Linked DNA regions of Mus musculus: region 2 is linked to region 1. Evidence: chromatin contacts called from public HiChIP or PLAC-seq data. All regions are on one chromosome and are shown on one strand. The core of a region is the stretch at or near the end of the contact, and the rest is flanking DNA. Distances in the headings are between cores, read along the strand shown.

Evidence for each region. HiChIP or PLAC-seq counts read pairs in DNA pulled down with a chosen protein or histone mark.
Region 2: an H3K27ac HiChIP or PLAC-seq map of embryonic fibroblasts shows a contact between it and region 1, with 16 times the contacts expected there. The contact joins two enhancer-like sites. A contact is called at or near these places in 10 of 39 promoter capture datasets (the 3T3-L1 cell line, 3T3-L1-derived adipocytes, the SN4741 cell line and 6 more), 2 of 484 Hi-C or Micro-C datasets (cerebral cortex and embryonic fibroblasts) and 4 of 115 datasets of contacts at active chromatin or transcription factors (embryonic fibroblasts, embryonic forebrain, embryonic limb bud and 1 more).

Annotation. Positions count from the first base shown.
Region 1 is chr10:27,116,163-27,120,605 of GRCm38.p6, reverse strand. It overlaps Lama2 (laminin, alpha 2), which reads left to right. Exons shown (of 65, transcript NM_008481.2): 36 at 536-698; 37 at 1,917-2,127. Among named protein-coding and RNA genes, the nearest start is that of Gm40618, 140 kb to the right of the region's middle. Within about 2 kb of position 2,590, at least 43 of the 459 cell types and tissues checked have an H3K27ac peak or open chromatin away from gene starts, as enhancers often do. A contact at or near this core is called in embryonic fibroblasts, where this site is marked.
Region 2 is chr10:28,085,506-28,089,948 of GRCm38.p6, reverse strand. The region is part of intron 1 of Ptprk (protein tyrosine phosphatase, receptor type, K); the gene reads right to left. Among named protein-coding and RNA genes, the nearest start is that of Ptprk, 13 kb to the right of the region's middle. Within about 2 kb of position 2,413, at least 67 of the 459 cell types and tissues checked have an H3K27ac peak or open chromatin away from gene starts, as enhancers often do. A contact at or near this core is called in embryonic fibroblasts, where this site is marked.

The DNA of each region.
Region 1 (4,443 bases), core at 1,341-3,840:
TTGTACACACAGACTCCTGGGATGGGCTTTATTGCTGAAGGCATCTTTCTAGCCTAATCTATTTATTTCCCTAGACCGATGAATGTTTCCTCCTTTAAAACTTGAATATGGCAAGGCTGTAGAAATGTATGGGCAGGTCCATGTTTAGTGAGCTCACAGCCTAGAGTATTTCCTTTCTCGGATTCTAAAGCTGATATGACTGGTCAGCAAGGCAAAGGAGCTTACATGTTCAGCGACATGATGTTGAATCATATATCTCCTACTTTTTCCTCTTACCTGAAGAGAGATTGAGTCTGTTCATTGTTTATGTGCCCTCCATTACACACAATACCTTAATAACTATGTTCTCAAAAGGAGTTTAGCCTGGAGAACAATGACGATTTTTCCTCTTCATTGCTGACTGCCCTGGTACCTGCCTCTGGTTCTCAGGAGGAGCAACCTGGGCAAGGTGAAAAGACCAAGTGTTGAATACCAGTTTCGCATGTGACATTCTTGTTACTTAATTGACAAAATTTCCCTTATCTCCTCCCCATAGCCATAAATGAAAAAGCTGTACAACTAAATGAAACCTTAGGAAATCAAGATAAGACAGCAGAGAGAAACTTGGAGGAGCTTCAAAAGGAAATCGACCGGATGCTGAAGGAACTGAGAAGTAAAGATCTTCAAACACAGAAGGAAGTTGCTGAGGATGAGCTCGTGTGAGTAGACATTCGGGGGGCTTTTCACTTGACAAGTGAACGGCATTATTATGTCTCCTAAGTTCTGTCCCACAGGTGAGCGGAGCACAGTTTTTCATGTCTTCAATTACCCCTACATACTTTGCTTTAAAATCAACTAAAATCATGTTTGCCTATATATAAAATAATAAGTAACTGAACGTTGGAGTGTTATTTTTTATAACTAGGCTGATGGGCTTGCTTTGTCTGTTATTGGTGTTAGAAATGTTTGAACTATCAATAAGCTCAGAAGACTGGAGATATGACTTGCTTCTTAGTGGTGGCTTGCTTTACATGCACAATATCTGATTTTGATCCCCAACACTATGTAAAGTGGACAGGATGACACACCTACAAACCCTACACTTTTAAGATAAAGGCAGGAAAATCCAAAGTTCAGGATCATCCTTGGCCACAGAACAAGTCCAAGGCCAACTTAATATATATTAAACACTGTCTCATTGGAGGAGAAGGAGGAGGAAGAGGAGGGGAAAAGGAGGAGGAGGAGAAAAGGAGGAGGAGGAGAAGGGAATAGCAGAAGAAGAAAAGAGGAAAAGGGAGACAGGAAATAGGAGGGAGAGGAGGAGAATGAAGGAGGGAAAGACGAGGAGGACATGACCACCCACTTTAATAAATGACAAATAAATCACATTCAATGCCATCATTATTTACCATTATAGAAAATTCTGGTAAGTTAAGTCAAGGACTTCTCAGACTGCTGAGTTGCAAGAAAAAATAGAGAAGATCAAAATTATGGCATTAGGCTAGGTTGACAAGAACATGATAGTTCTATCTTAGAGTTGCTAAGCAATCATGTCAACAGCCCCATATTGGCTAAGGAAGTATCTCATTGTGATGGGCCAACCGGTGTCTTGATCTCTTTACTTTTGCATATACAGCGAGACATAAATTTTTCCATTATCAGTCATAGTGTGACTATGGCACAAGCCCCCCAAACAATTTTTTTTAAATGTAAGTTTACTAATAAACTGAACAAGTATCTTTCAATTTTAATAAAAATTTCTGCCACAATTAGATATCAATTCACCTTGACAAGCATTGTGAATCTGTTGGCATGTATTCCTATATTTTTAACTTTTTAATGTTAGCATCTCCTTGTAACTTAGCTTAATATTAAAAAAAAAGTCTTAAGATGAGCAGTGACGTTATTTTGTACTCTTGGGATGTGGGTATTTGCAGGGCAGCAGAAGGCCTTCTGAAGAGAGTAAACAAGCTGTTTGGAGAGCCCAGAGCCCAGAATGAAGATATGGAAAAGGATCTCCAGCAGAAACTGGCAGAGTACAAGAACAAACTTGATGATGCTTGGGATCTATTGAGAGAAGCCACTGATAAAACTCGAGATGCTAATCGTTTGTCTGCTGCCAATCAAAAAAACATGACCATACTGGAGGTGAGAGCTAGGGGTCTTCTCATCACTGTCTTGGAATGGGGAGCAGGTTGAACATGTCTGGAGTAGTAAAGTTGATATATGTTTCAAAGGACAAAACTATGACTCTGTAAGGTCTTCTAAGAAACAAAACTGTCTGTCTGTCTGTCTGTCTGTCTGTCTCTCTCTCTCTCTCTCTCTCTCTCTCTCTATCTCTGTGTGTGTGTGTGTGTCTGTGTGTCTGTGTCTGTGTGTCTGCCTGCCTGCCTATCTGTCTTTCCATGTGTCTATGTGTCCTTAATGGCCATCTCCTACTGAGTCAATTACACGTAGATCACTCAGAGTATGGAAAGTTTCTTTTAACAACTGGCATGGAAAAAGCTCATCTCTGAGAGATGGGGAATCTCATGTCAGTGCCACCTAGAAACCCAGATGGGGTCAATCCATTCCCCAGTCTATAGTGAGTCATTATAATGGAACTTGCACAAAGGATGACTCAATCCCTGTGCCACACAGTTTGTGATTTACTTTCCTATTCCACAAGCTGAGTACAGAGACCTGGTTGCCAGGAACCAGTGCAGTTCCCTTTGCATATAAGGAAGCTGACCTTATGAGAACCCAGATAGACCGGACCTAGGGGACCTTCCTTACCTTCTTCTCTGGAAGAAGTTTATGGACGAGACATTTTCAAAGGGACAAATGTGACCAAGTCTGGTTTATTTCCCTTTCTTTTCTTCGCATAGAGCAGTCACCATTTCTCAGAGTGTTGCTGAGCTTAAAATAAAAATAGGTTATTCTCACCACCTCTTCCTCCCTCTCTCCCTCCTTTCCTTCCTCCATCTCTTCCTCCCTCCTTTCCCCCTCCATTTCTTTTTTCTCTCTCTTATTGTTTTCAGTCTGTTCCATGATCATAACATAGTTAATGCTTAGGTTCTCTGAAACTATATTTAGTGTACACAATTTATTTTGCATTTAAACACCTTCCTCTCCATCTACAGCCCACCTCTTTCTGTTGACTTCTGTGGAAACCCACAGCTCTACTAATGTAGAATTTCGCAATAATTCAATAGCCCAGCATTGCACAAGTTCTCTAAATGTTTTTTGAATGTCACTGACAGAGAACTAAATAACCACACATTTTAGTTTTTGCTCTTTTATTTGATCTGTTTTCATTTAGGTCTAAGGACAATCAATTAAGAGGAAATTGGAGAAGACATTCTCTGATCTGGGATTTAGCCTTATCACAGTGGTAGAAAGCTGAGGTAGAGGGCTTTCACTCTAAGTCATAACCAGTCTTAACCAATCTGGGACCACTGACACACTAGCTATAGTCAAGAGAAAGCACTGTCTGGAGAGGCAGGAAGTGCGAAGGCTGTGCTACCACAGGCTGTGTCATGACACACTCAGACCTGTGACACCCCAGTGCAGTAACATATGCAGAATTAGCTCTCCACTTTATGGCAACAGTTTAAGAAATTATAATTCCCTGTGTGGAAAGCAGACTAGGTATTTGAGAATTATTTTGAGAGGAGTTATAATGGCACACTGAGTAGGAATGTCAGCTCCTCCTCACATCAGCAATGAGTAAAATCCAGAACTTTACTTCTCAGACACTATGGGAGAGGCTTGGAGCCTATGTAGTCAGCCCTGGAGTTCCAAGTCCTCATTTTAGTATTTTTATCTCAGATGCTGTGCTTAGCTAAAGGCGTATTTAAATACTTGCTGGATAAAAGAAGTAAATAGTGTAAATGATCACAAATAAATTATGTGTAATGTAGGCTGGCAGGGCTACTAAGATTGATGCTAGACTAGCCTTTAAAAATTGTCACCTTGGGCCATTTGAGATTGCTCAGCGGGAAAGAGCCCTTATACCCAAGCCTCATAAACTGAGTCTAATTTCTAGAGCTCTTGTGGTAGAAGGAGAGGGCTGACTCTATGCCCTTTGACCTTTGCATGCATATTTACACACATATACATGCGTACAGAAACACACACACATAAACACAAACTCATACACACACAGACATAAACACAGACACACATAGACATAAACACACACACACACACACTGTATAACAAAAGTGTTCACTATACAGAGTATATCCATAGTCTTTGGACTCCCCTGAAGAATCTACACAGGCTTTTCTAGGATGTTACCTGGTAGCCATAGCCTAAGATTCCTTGGATTCATTTACTAGCCACACAGATTTGAAAACAGTGGCTTTGTATATTATGTATAGTGAGTTTAATAATGATGTGGCTTTAAGCATCCATTAAAGTGATATTAAGATCCAGATCAAATGGATAGTTATTTATTTTTTTAAGGTGGTCAGCTAGTAG
Region 2 (4,443 bases), core at 1,164-3,663, 970 kb before region 1:
TTTTTGAGTCTGCGTGGTGATCCTAAACAAGACATGAGTCTCACTGGGACAGACAGTGATTTGAGGCAGCAGAGAATATTCTCAACTTCTAACACAATTCCCAAATACAGCATATTCGCAATATTGACTTATGGGATTATAGCTGTGATTAGGTTTCCAGAGTTTAGTCATTTACTGTGGTCTCAAATTTCCCACAGCGTCTGGCCTGCTTAAGAAAGTGTAAATGTTCCTACCAAGGTCTTAGAAAGAACCCTAAAATTGAATATTTCTCTGGAATCCCATCATATCACTCATTACTTTTACTGTTCTGTTTTGAAGTATTTCTTTTAAATGTGCTTGTTAATTTTCCCAATGACTCATCCTAAGATCCTGATTCTGAAGCTGGGGTGATGGCTCAGCATCTAAGAGTACCTGTGCTCTTCAAACAGACCCACAACCACTTACAACTCTAGCTCCAGGGCGATCCAAACTCCCTCTTCTTAACTCCACAGGCATCTACTCACACACAAAGATGCACATACACAACAGTGAATCAATGGTTTGTTAATTTTGCAAGGCTCTCAGCCTCCAGAACTGGTGTAAATTTGTCTCTTTTCATAAACATTGAGTTATGAGTTATGGTTCGTACAGTGATTTCTGTACTCTAGCAGCACATGGCCTGGATGTTGGGTTTAGTTCAGGTCATCTACTCTGCTGCTTATTTAAAAGTTTAAAAAGGAAAAAAAAAAAAAAAAAAAGCTGCAGCCTCAGGTTTTGAAAACGAACAGCAAGGGATTAGTTACTCAGCAAACATGAGTTAAGTTAGTCCAACGGTACGGAGGACAAGAGAAACAGTTACAGTGAATAGATGTTATTAATGCGCCAGATACAACTTTAAGCACTTAAACTCAATGTTCCTCAAACACATATCTGTAACAGATACCCTGATTTCCCCAGTATGCAAATAAGAAAACTAACGGCAAGTGACTGAAGGAAAGATCAAGAAAGTGTCACAGCCCATCCTTAACCGTGTGTAGAGCAGCCCAGTGCCTGTGCATCCCCACATTATCATCCACACTGCACTGAAGCCAGTGTTAGTGTGTTTGCCTAGTTAAGACATGGACACTGAAAGGACCCAGATATAGCTGTCTCTTGTGAGGCTATGCCAGTGCCTGGCAAACACAGAAGTGGATGCTCACAATCAGCTATTGGATGGAACACAGGGCCCCCAATGGAGGAGCTAGAGAAAGTACTAAAGGATCAGAAGGGGTCTGCAATCCTATAGGTGGAACAACAATATGAACTAACCAGAACCCCCAGAGCTCGTGTCTCTAGCTGCATATGTAGCAGAAGAAGGCCTAGTCGGCCATCATTGGGTCTTTATATGCCCCAGTACAGGGGAACACCAGGGCCAAGAAGTGGGAGTGGGTGGGTAGGGAAGCAGGGTGGGGGGAGGGTATAGGGGACTTTCAGGATAACATTTGAAATGTAAATGAAGAAAATACCTAATAAAAAATTGGAAAAAGTTAAAAAAATGAAAAAAAAAAAAAGAAATGGACACAGGGTATTGATGACATAGTTAAAAAGGATTGGTTTTCTATGCTTGTGTTTTTTGTGTGTATGTCTATGCAATTTGGAAATTTGGGTTTTGCTTAGAAAACATTTACACATCACTAAATTGCTTTTCTCCTAAGTTCACAAATAGCAGATCACGCAGGTCTCACTGAAGAAAGAAATTCCAGGATCTCTATTTCCCATTTAAAACAACGTGTGTCTGAATATGAATACCAAAAGCACCATCACAATGGATGGCCAGGCGTGCTCAGTTTCTGGGATACAGATGCTAGCTGGGGAGTTAGAGGGTAGATAGAGGTCTTCTTCAGCCTGCCTTAATTCCTAGCTGACAGGAATGAAAGGTGACATAGAGAAAGCCTCTCCAGGCCCTGGGAGTCCAGGTTACAAAAGCCATTGGTAACAGATATAAACCCAGCCCAAACCCCAGGAACTCTGCCTATGAATGCTCGGGATGTAAATGTGCCATTGTGTACACTGTGGTGAAAGCCTATGCTAAAGGCCCTTTCTTACCTGTATCTGCCTCCCACAGGAGAGTCGTCCCTGCCAGCCTCTAGAAAACAAAGGTGCTCTCCTGTCCAAGAACTTTGTTAGACTTTTCGGGTTACTCAACTTTGGGGAAATTCCACAAGGTGGAATTTTACTATCATGAAGGCATTTTTTTTCCACCTTGATTCTCCTTCTGCAGCCTTTTGCTTTTGACCGGGAGGGGTTAGTCTCAAGGACAGGAGACTCGAATTATCCTAGGCAAGTTCTGAAGTGGGTCAGCAACTTGTGAAAGGCAGCCTGAACCCTGAGACTTGCCAAATCATGGATGTACGGTCAGTTACAAAACTGCCTTAGGCTGTACTATGAATCATTAGGCACGAAGCTCTACAAACACGGCCACTCCTGTGGCAAACATCTGCTCCCCAAGCTCCAGGACAAGGCCTTGCTTACCAGCGTACTTGTGACCTAGCCTGGAACTGACCCCTAGCAAATGGTCAAGATATAAGGAAGAGAATTAGTAAAGGTGTCATTAGAAAAGCCAGCTTAGATGGAAAAGGCTGAGTTTTGGTTTGGTTTTTTTGTTTGCATTTTTGATTTCTGGGTTTTTTTTTTTAAGGGGGTTTTGGTTTGGTTTGGTTTGAATACAGGGTTTCATGTACTCCTGGCTGGCCTTGAGCTTGCTGTGTTAAAAAATGACCTTAAACGCCTGATCTCCCTGTGGCCACCTTCCCAGTGCTGGGACATCAAGAGTGACCATCACACCCAGTTTTATGGGGTGTTTGGGATCAAACTCGAGGCTTTGTATGCATGCTAGGCAGGCACTCTACTAAAGGAGCTACAGCCTCATTCCCAGAAAGAGTATTTTCTAAGTCTTCGTAACTATCCAAAAGAAAAATACTTCCACATGCAATATGTCACACATGATCGTAATTAGAACATATGCTTACCCATGTTCAATAGGACTATCTTATACAGTATTTACTGGCATAGCTAGAAAACTTATTTCTAGGTATTTGGTAGCATTTATATGTATGTGAAAATGAAATGGGGGGAGCTACACTGGGTGATACATAACAGCAGAATTTCCAATTGTTCACAAGAACCATATAAACTCTTATTTATCATAGCAGTTTCCCTGGCATTTACATAGGCACTGCATAACTCAGACATGAATATATATAAAGCATCTACGGGTCCTCATTTTCATTCTCCAGCAGATCCACTTCCTATGCCTTCAACAGCAATTTATTTATCACCAAAGTTTACATCCCTAACTGCATTTGCATTTTATGTGAGTTTACAATTATAGGAGAATTTTCACATACATTGCTCATCTCTTCTTTAAAGATGTCTGGCTAAATAACGAGAGAAGACATTAAAATCACTCTTCATTGTAATATGTCACAGTACTGTACAGAAATGAAGGATTAAATAGAAAGGAATTATGACTGAGGCTCAGAAAGTTACACTTCCCCCCTTACTACAGGCCCAGTGCTCTGCGCCCAATATCCAAGGCCTTTTGTTGCCGTAATTGAGGTCTCTGCAAACTTTTCTCCACAGATATTCATTCCTGAGTGGTGCTGGAGTGGTGGCTCCCGTCTGGACAGACTACACCAGGCCAAAGCAGTTCCACGTGACAGAGGTTTATTGGAGACAAAGAGTGGAAAGAGAGATAGACAAAGGAAAAAGGGGTCTAAAGTGAGGAAGGATCTGCCTTGTATTAAGGCTGTGACATAACCTGCAGGTAGGTGTGAGAAGTGGACTCTGGGAAGGTATGCAGTTGTCACCTATGTGTGACATTCCTGAGTTTGGAGCCGATCTGCCAAACTGGTTCTTGATACCAACAAAGAGCATCTAAATGTGACTTTAGGTAAAGCAGTAAACATGAGCAATTGGCTACGACCTAGACAAATGGTTCCAGGAAATGTGACAAACTTCATTAATTCAGACCCAGTTAACACAAGACCCAGTTAACTCTCGTGCTGACAAAAAAAAAGAGAGACAAAGTAAGAAGAAAGAAACAGGAGAAAGAGTGATCACTGAAGGACTTCTCTAAACCAACAACCGAAGGAATATTAAAATTAGCCCCAGTCGAAGGGAGACACAATACATGTTCAGTTTGTTTGCTGTCTTTATTTCTATAAGCTGGGCCAGATGCCCAGGCCAACGCATCCATTATGGGTGATGGAAGTATCTTTGCCTAAGCTGGCACAGTCATGGTCCTCAATCGACCCAAAGCTTAAGCCACTAACACCAAGATCTGTCTAAGAGGCTGGGCGCTAACACAACCTAGAATCGCCTAAAAGGAACCTCGGTGAAAGATGGTTCAGCAGGTAAGAGCACTGGCTACTCTTCCAGAGGAACTGATATCAATCCCCAACACCCACATGGTGGCTCACACCA